Linked DNA regions of Cricetulus griseus: region 2 is linked to region 1. Evidence: chromatin contacts called from public Hi-C data. All regions are on one chromosome and are shown on one strand. The core of a region is the stretch at or near the end of the contact, and the rest is flanking DNA. Distances in the headings are between cores, read along the strand shown.

Evidence for each region. Hi-C and Micro-C count contacts between places; a contact is called where the count stands out from the background.
Region 2: a contact with region 1 is called in a Hi-C map of liver, with 2.7 times the contacts expected there. The contact joins two enhancer-like sites. A contact is called at or near these places in 2 of 8 Hi-C or Micro-C datasets (the CHK-Q cell line and liver).

Annotation. Positions count from the first base shown.
Region 1 is chr10:8,334,532-8,339,009 of CriGri-PICRH-1.0, reverse strand. Sybu (syntabulin) reads right to left here. Exons shown (of 10, transcript XM_027431435.2): 4 at 1,742-1,828. Among named protein-coding and RNA genes, the nearest start is that of Sybu, 41 kb to the right of the region's middle. Within about 2 kb of position 1,894, at least 4 of the 6 cell types and tissues checked have open chromatin away from gene starts, as enhancers often do.
Region 2 is chr10:8,402,530-8,407,007 of CriGri-PICRH-1.0, reverse strand. Sybu (syntabulin) reads right to left here. Exons shown (of 10, transcript XM_027431435.2): 8 at 3,366-3,569; 9 at 1,427-1,576. Among named protein-coding and RNA genes, the nearest start is that of Ebag9, 36 kb to the left of the region's middle. Within about 2 kb of position 2,662, at least 1 of the 6 cell types and tissues checked has open chromatin away from gene starts, as enhancers often do.

The sequences.
Region 1 (4,478 bases), core at 645-3,144:
AAGTCTACAAGACACACACACACACACACACACACACACACACAGAGAGAGAGAGAGACTGCCCATCAGCCTAACTGCTACCTCACACGTCTAAGCCATAGTAACTGTCTTACCCTCTCATCCTGTCTTTTCTCTATCACATTTGAGCCTGAGGATCTCAAGGGTTATTTGTCACAGTGCACCCCAGCTTTTTTGTGTTTTCCTTAAATTCTTGTGTTATTCCCAAATTAGCTGACAATTTCACTTTTTTTTTTGTCTCCTCACAAACTAGATAATGGATCATATACACTTATCTTTTGACTCCCTCCTCTTCCGGGCAGGGTCTTAATTATTCATTAATATCCTGGCACACAAGGCTTGCTGCCAACAGAAAAGCAAACACATCCAATACCCAGGAAAATGGCTCCACCTTCTACATCATATCTAGCTTTTGTTTTTTTCCAAAAGGACAACCACGAGAAGAAAATCTTCTCTATTGAAAGAAAAAATGCATTTCTAAAACCTTGCCATGCTTTGGTTTAAAAAAAATGAGTAAGAAGTATATTTTGACAATGTTTTCACTTTAAAAGTCCCATTTCTTAATAGCCAAGATGGCTCATTAGGTAAAGGCACTTAGCCAAGGCAGCCCACCTGAGTCTGATTGCTGGGACCCACCTGGTAGGAGAAAAGGACTTGTGCAAGTTTTTTTTTTTTTCTTTTTTCTGACTTCCACATGCTCTGTGGAACCCACAACTGCCTCTCCACACCAATAAATACAAGTAATTAAAAGGAAGTTCTGTCTTCACCATTAGCTCCTTTAATAGATATTTATACCCCAATCTTCAACACAGACACTTATTCAAGTTCATCTGAACAGATAGGGAAACTGAGGCTGAAAGAGAAGAAGGATATATATATATATTCTAGAAGACAAAACTTCAGACCAGTGCTTTCAGGGTCACCAGTACTACTCCCTCTTGTTAAACTGGATTCCCTGGGAAGAGCTTTTTTTTTTTTTTTTTTTTTTTTTTTTTTTTTTTTTTTTCTTTTCTGAAAAATTCCACAGCTTTTTCCAACCTCTGTAACTGAAAGAGGTCTTTGGCTTGAGTAGCAAACGCCACTTCCCAACATGACCTCCTGCTTGTTTCCCAAGCTTACCAGGAGGGGTCAAGGCCAAATCGCACACCTCTGAGAGGTTCCCCCCAGGGAAAAACCCCTGCAGCCCGGAACCTGGCTCAGGCATCCATGCCGTCCTGCAAGCCACACCCAGACTCCGGATGCGTCCAGCCCATCAGTCACCCAGCAGGTATCCCACGCCAGCCACTCTGCTTGGCACACTGCAGATTCTTGAGCTGGGTCACTGTCACGCTGCAGTCCTTATTTCTCAGTCACGAGTACACCCAATTCCTTTTGCATAACACACACACACACACACACACACACACACACACACACACACACACACACACAGAGGCAAACACATGACACCAACTAAAAGCTTCACCCCAAGTCACAGCTCCGGGAGCCCGGATTAACCCTCTAAAGTCAATCTTTTAAATCCTCATAGTAATCCCCCATCTGCCGCACCCCATCACCATCCGATGACCCCCCCCGGCTGCCCCTGCAGTCCCCAGAACCTAGTCGCCCTCATCTCTTGGACTCTCAACACCAGGGTCCGTGTCTCACCTGGCTCTCTACTAGGTAGGCTGTGCCGAAGCACCCTGGGACCCTGTCACCATGCTCGCACCCAGGGTCCCCTTACCTTGCTCTCTCGGAGGGGCCCCATGTCGCCGCTGCCTGCTGGCACCCCGCGCCGCCGCCGCCGCCGCCGCCTTCCAGGAGGAGGCACCTGTGAGCACCGAGCAGAGGACGAGACTGTGCTGAGCCCGGGGCTGCGTGCGGTGGCAGCAGCGGGTCCGCCGCGTCCCCGCCAGCGGTGGCGCTCGCACGGCTCCCAGGGCTCGCCCGCCGCCCCGCCCACCCCCCCGCAGGACACGTGGTGCCGCCGCTCGGGAGGCGTCTCCCGGTCACAGCCTTCACCTGCAGCCCGGAGCAGCTGCCCGGCATCTCCGATCGCCGCACCCACCGGGTCGCCAGCCACGTCCCGTGCCCCGCGCCCCGCGCCCCGCGCCCCGCCCCTTCCAAGCCCAGCCCGACCCACTGCGGGCAGGCTGAGGCTTATTCGCGGCATCCCCAGCCCAGATGTGACCCCCATCCTCTTTGGCACCTGATCCGGGATGGGCAGGGGTTGCCAGTGGGATGGAGGAGGTGAGAAAAGCTGCGACATCAGATGGCCAAGATGGAGAAAGAGGGAAAGTCACCCTCCCCACACGCTGTCCCTCCGTGACCTCTAGGTCTTAAGTCAACGTAGGATTCTCTACCGGGGCCTCGCCCGAGGGAGACGGGGCGGGTCCCCTGGTCCCAAAACCCAGGCAAGCCAATGCTGCAGGATTGACACAGCATCTGGCTTGCAGGACTTTCTTCCAAGGCTGCGGTTCTCCTTGGAGGCACTTGCGTCAGAAGGGCTTAAGGTGGCAGCGAAACACAACCAACAGCAGGAAGCAGGAGCCCAGCGTCCCCACACACAGGCTTTTAACCGAGCACAGGGCCCCATCTCCAGCTCTGCAACTGCTCCCGGGCTACGCCATGAAGGCCCGGATATGTATGGGCTGTAGAGGGGACAGGACACCTGTACTCAGGGAACCAAGGTGAAGCCAGCACACCAAACACAGACCCTCGAAGCAGAGACCCTTCTCCAAGTTCGTCTTGGTTGACACGAGGGATAATAATGACCACGAGAAGGCAGCTGGGAGGGGTAGAGAAGGAAAACAAAACAGCTGTATCCAACTGACAAAGCAAACCCTTTTAAAGGACCTCTAGACCAGGTCCAGGTGATCCAATATCTGCCCGAGTCTTTTATGTGACAGGCAGAAAAAAAATAAAAAAGAAGCATTTGTGGTGCAGCCAAGTATGTTTAAGAAGCTCAAGGATTCTCCGAGAGCAGAAGAGTTGATAGCCTTGCTATGCTCAGGTCATACCTGGCGGCAGACTTCAGCTTGAAAAAATGACTTACACGCCCTTTACTCAACGTAGAGAATATTCCAGGTATCAACGTGCATGGTGAACGGTCTCCACACCCCAGGGTCCTGTGTGTAAGGGGTGTGACTGTTGGTAACGAAGTTCAACTTCCACCATCTTGTTTACATTCCTCCGACTACCAACTCTGAAACCCAGGAATGCACTTAGGTCGCAGAGACCCCAAGTTGGAGGATTAGTGGAATCAATTTCTTGGCTTCTTAAGACCCCAAGAGACTGCATTTTACAAATCCTTATCCCCTCTCGATCTACTTAACAGAGACATAATCTGGGATTCTCTGGGGGAGAAGAGGTGATTAATTCATCCTTTCTCTACCCGTAAGTGCCTTAACCAGGGACCTCACCAAGCCCAAGAGGATTCATACCATTTATTATATCTAGAATTACATGCCCGGGTTTGTCAATGGTGAGACAGAAATGAACTCTGGACGTCAAGAGTTGCTTCTGTACTCCCTACCGAGAACTGCAGATTGGTTGCAAGGACCTAACGCAGACACTGTCCACAGAGTTGTTCAAATCGGGATCTCAGAGGCAGTTCTGATATCCTCAAACCCTTCCTTTGCTTCCTCCTCTTCTACTGTGACCAGCATCACTATTGACAGTGACAGAAACTCACTTCTGCCTATCCTGGTAACAGGACTTGACTCTGACCCTGCTTGTCCACCATTCATCCTCATTATCTTTCTTCATTTGGGGTCTTAACTGCTCCAAGTTATTTCCATAGAGGGCCAACTGAAGTTGCTCTGCTCACGTCCATAGTCTTTTCTAACCAATTAGTTATTTTTTTCCCCCAAAGCTTTTATTGCTCACAGCCCTCCTTGATTTTACTTGCTTTGAGTATTTTTTTTTTTCTGTTTGTTTTGGTGTTGTTTATTTATTTATTTATTTTGGCAGTGCTGGAGACTTAACGGAGGGCCTGGTGCTTGCTAAAAACACTCAGCCAAGAACAGCTTTGTCCACTGAGCTAATCCTTGACCTCTTTTATGCAAAGCTAAAGTCAAATCTTCCTTCTCCATTAAACTCATTAATGACTCGCTGTTTTCTAGCTGGTAGTATTCAGACCACCTCTCTCACTCCCCATGATGGCACCAGGGCCTCCTTTTCAAGCTCTGGCTGTTGTGTTTGCCTCTCTTTCTCTACAGATGCTCCCTTGCCCTCACAGACCCCCCTCCCAGCCTGCTGCTCTCTCCACATGCAAACGGTTGTTATTCGAATTGTAGTCCTTCAGTTCTCTGGAGGGTTCATGGTGTTTTCCCTCCAGACTTTTGCACACTGCTGGTCCCCCTGTTTACATTGCTTGCACTCTATCCACCCAGTCTCCTCCATTCTGAAAGAGAGTTAAGTTTAATTTTAGAAATCCAGGAAACCTCCTGATCCCTCCAGGCCACCTGTGCTTACCCTAG
Region 2 (4,478 bases), core at 1,413-3,912, 67 kb before region 1:
CAGTATTAGCCATGGAACCTCCCCTTGTAATTATAAAACAGCTGAGCTAATAATAGTAACCAGAATCACAATAGCTGCCATTGTCTCCTATCTGAACCCTCACTGTGGAGCTGGGAGTCTGTGTGCCAAGCGTTTTGCTGGCATCATGCTCCACGCCAAACTTAGCGTCTGATGTTTCACAGCCTACTTCTCACTCTGTAGTTTACTCTTCAGTAATACGGATGGACAGCCGTAGATGAAGAGGCCTTATCACCTTTAATTACTGATGAAAGAGAAAAGCCTTGTGTAACTGTCCTTATATTCCAGTGACACTTTTTTGAACCAGAAAACGCCGTATGTTCAGGAAGAACCTTGTAAAAATTGCTGTGTCTGTGTGGTCTCAGAAAAGAGCATCGTGAAGCTGTGGTGACTCTCTGAGGTGACTCTCTGAGATGTCTTATCATTCACCATAAGCTATTTTCAAACCTTTGCCGAGACATCCTTACATACAACTTCTCCAAAGTCAGCGCAAGTATGTATGTATCTCCTGTTACTTGTGAATACAAAGATCAGGCGGTCCATAGCGCCATGTATCTGAGAGCTATTTTATCAAGCTTTTGGATGCCTTCTCTGACAAGGGTTCAAAACTTCCCCTAAATCACCAAAGAGGTGAGCTCGGGTCACAAGTCTCTATCTGGTAAAGAATCACATTCAATAGGAAGATAAAACCTCCCCACCTGCACTGTCTGTCCTGACTCTGGCAGCCAAGATCCCAGGTTCTTATCTTGTGGCAGCAGAGGAGGAGGATGGAGCAGGTCAGTTCCCAGAGAATGCTCCCTTCACTAAGCACCCAGCACCCAGTTAGAGCTGGTATGTCTGGTAGTCACCTTGTCTCAAGAAGTTCCAAGAGAAAACCACGAAGCAGAAAATCTGGCTTATTCTCAACATTTCAAACGTTTTTCTCTGTCTGTGATAAGATCTAGACACTGGCTGGTTTTGTTTTTGTGTGCCCCCCCCCCCAGCCTTAACAACAGTCCAAGAATAACGACGTATTTCCTTCAGCATGGAAAGAGCTGGCAGGAGTTACAGAGCACACAGCTATAGCTCTCTCCAGAGACTATCGGGGCTTGATGGGCCCACTGGGACCCGCTCTACTGGAAGCAGGAGATTGTTCCTGCAAGTGTTCCTGCCGTTTAAAAATAGTCATGTACACACCCAATTCTTCATGCCAAAGCAAGCACACCCAGTAGCCAAGGTCCCCTCTAACCTGTTAGCTCCTGTGAGCTTCTGCAACAACCAGGGCACAATGATCAAATGTGTCTGGCTGAAGACTGTGAACTTAATAGAACTGTTTTCTTTTTCATCCTCCTGGGTAGCCTTGCTTCCTAGTTGACTTTCTGGGAAGAAGGGACTGCTAAGCCTCGGGGTGTAGAAAACCCACATTTACCTCTCATGAAGTCGGCGCTCAGACTCCTTCAGCTTGGTCCTCAGGTGCCTCACGGTGACCTCCTTCTGCTGCAGAGGGGTCAAATACTGTTCCGGATTGGGGGGTTTGACACCGTGATTCTCTCCACAAGACATATACCTTCCAGACCGCCTGAAATAATCCGAGGAATAAGGCGTTACTCTTTGCCCTGTTTTCTTATACTGCATGTCTGTGCACACCCCCCTCAAATTGGGAGGTAATCAAGACATAATGAGCACAGAGCCTCTGTGATGGGATTAATCCCCTCAGCAAGGGTCCTAACTACCGGGAAGATGCAGGACATGCAGAGTAAATGTGATGAGAGTAAATAGGATCTGAGTGCATTATACACATGTATAAAAGTCACAATGAAAACCTTATTTCATACCATTAAAATATGCCAAAGCAAACTCTCTACACCACGTTCTTTGTGAGGGTTCAATAAAGAGGAGTATTTATCCCTAGTGCGCCTCGAATGGGCTTTGGGAGCCCATTCCCCATGGAGAGATACTCTCAGCCTAGATACATGGGGGAGGGTGTAGGTCCTGCTCCAAATGATGTGACAGACTTCTATGATCCCCATGGGAGGCCTTATTTAAATTAAAAACAGAGTCTGCAACACATAAGTAAGCTTGGGCATGTGGTGCCATTCCAGACTCAATCCCCCGGACTGAACAAACGCCTCATTTGTGCTGGTCTGAGGGCACCCGCTCTATGGCTCTCTGGACATGCGGCTGACAGCTGGAGCAGAGTGTCAGCAGTGTGCTGGGGTCCTAAGTCTCAGAACAGATAACTGTCAGAAGGTGGACTGTTGGTCACTCGTGAGACTGGGGTGTATGTGTGTTTGTGGGCACTCTAGGGCTTAGGAATAATGTCCTATGAAACAGTGCACGCTTGCCTGTGGGCCTCGGCTGTCACTCCAGATTAACAGTTGTAACCTTAAACAACACGGGGGGACCAGGAGGGAAGGCAGAGACAAGGTGACCTAACTTCCCTCACAATTGGCCCCTGCCTGAAGATCTTGCTTATAATTCCTTGAATTCAGATTGTCCTGAGGTCGGTGGCAGTGTAAGCTTACGGATCTGGTGGGGATGGAAAGTTCCCTGTTTGGAGGGAACAAGGCCACCTCACTCTTCCCAGTGTGTTTTACGGAGAAGCACTCTGTGTTCTGCAAACACAGCCCAGCTGGAATCTTGGCCCTTGTCAGGCCTGGCCCAGCCTGGGCATCCAGGCCATAAGAGAGCTGACTAATGAGAGCAGGGATTGCCGGGGAGGAATAGGGGCCGTGGAAGGCTGCCAGGCTCTCCTCCAACTCTGGGCTCAGTTCAGGCTCCCATGCCGCTCGCCCCCTGTGCCTACTCTCTGCTCAATATGGCCACGGTCAGTTCCCAGCCCTCCAAGCCCTCCTCCTCCCCACCTGTTTCACCGACTGTTAATGCCCCACTCACCTTTTAGATGCCAACTTTTATTTTGTTAGTGTGGCCACTCTTACATATTCACGTAGCAACAGACAGTTGGTGAATAATCTAAATTGGCTTTTATATTAGCCTCCTCCTCCTTTGGGCATTGAGCCCATTTGTGTTCACCCCTCTATTCCCAGTGTTCAAGACAGACCCTGCTACCCTAGGCATTGAACCCAAGCACAAATCCTCCCCATGCCCGTGAAATTTGAACAATTCCCTGCCACTGTGCCATTCCCTGTTCCCTGTCCACCAGCGAATTAGATTGCCCAGTGTTGTTTCAGCTGATGGTTTGTGTTCTTTCTGCATCGACCTTTAAAGGATTAGCTAACTGTGAGAAGAGAAGTGTCTTCTTACAGGTTAAAGCAGGGAAGCAAAAGTTACACAAATCTTCCCATCTCAAGGAAAGCCCCAAACTGGACAAAATAAGAGGCGTGCTTTCAGAGGCAAATGGGACTCACCTCATTACTGGACTACAGTCACTTCCTTTGTAGGAGCCGGAGTTGCTGCTACTTGGAGAAGAAGGGGCGTAGCTGGAGTGGATGCTATTGGGACTCAATGGATTCCTGCACAGAATAGACACAAGGTCCTTTTCCCTTGGGGACGGTGGGCTGCTGCCAGCCTTGTGGGATGATGCTCCATTGCTCCGCCCATGGGGACCTCGGCTGAAAGAAGATCATTACAGAGCCAATCAGAGTCCTTGTGGCTGGAGATGCTAAGGTCTACCGGTGCTCCTTCCTAAGGCCGCTTGCTGCTAAGGAAATCTGATGCCTAGAGTTGACTGGGACACCGTGTGGTCACTTAGTGGTCCTCATGAGCAACTTTTTTTCCCCCACCCACTTAATATTTGATCACCTTTTATCACGAGCACAAGGAACCCCCCCCCCTCTACTGTTATTTTAAGCAGTTTCTATTTGGTGTTGCACGCTCCTGTAGGAGGCTAATGCCTTTCTAGTGAGGACTTGGAACAGTATCGCCCTCCTCCAAGACATTCCCACTGGTACCCAGAGTAAGGGCTAGACTCCTTAAAGTGACTCACGGGTCCAATGCATCACTTGTTCCAGCCTCTCCTACCATTCCTAAATACCCCAATACGCCAAATGCTTTAGCTTCCTGAAGGATCTGTGCTTGTGTTCATCTATTTTTATGAACCTATAATTTTTGCTGTCTAGCATGATTGCTGAATGAATTTACTGGTCCTGGCACTGCCATTTACTTAATATTTAGGAAAGCCACTTTTTGCACACACACATAAACCTACACACACATACCCCACAAAGATGTCTCATCTTCCTTGTAGAGTTGCTTCGAAAATCTAGCCTGGTGTGGCACACCCTTTTAACACCAGGACTTGGGACATAGAGGTAGAAAGGACAGGAGTTCAAGGTTATCTTTGACTATATAACAAGTTGGAGGCCAATCTGCATTGCATGAGGCCTGTCTTTACAAAAGGCAAGTTGAAAAGGTCTGAGAGTGCATCCCAGAAGTTCCCTGCACCTCAGCTCTGGGCTGGTATTACAGGATCAGCGTGTTTAGTTTTTTCCTGTTCATCTAGTTCCAGAGATTTGATAGCC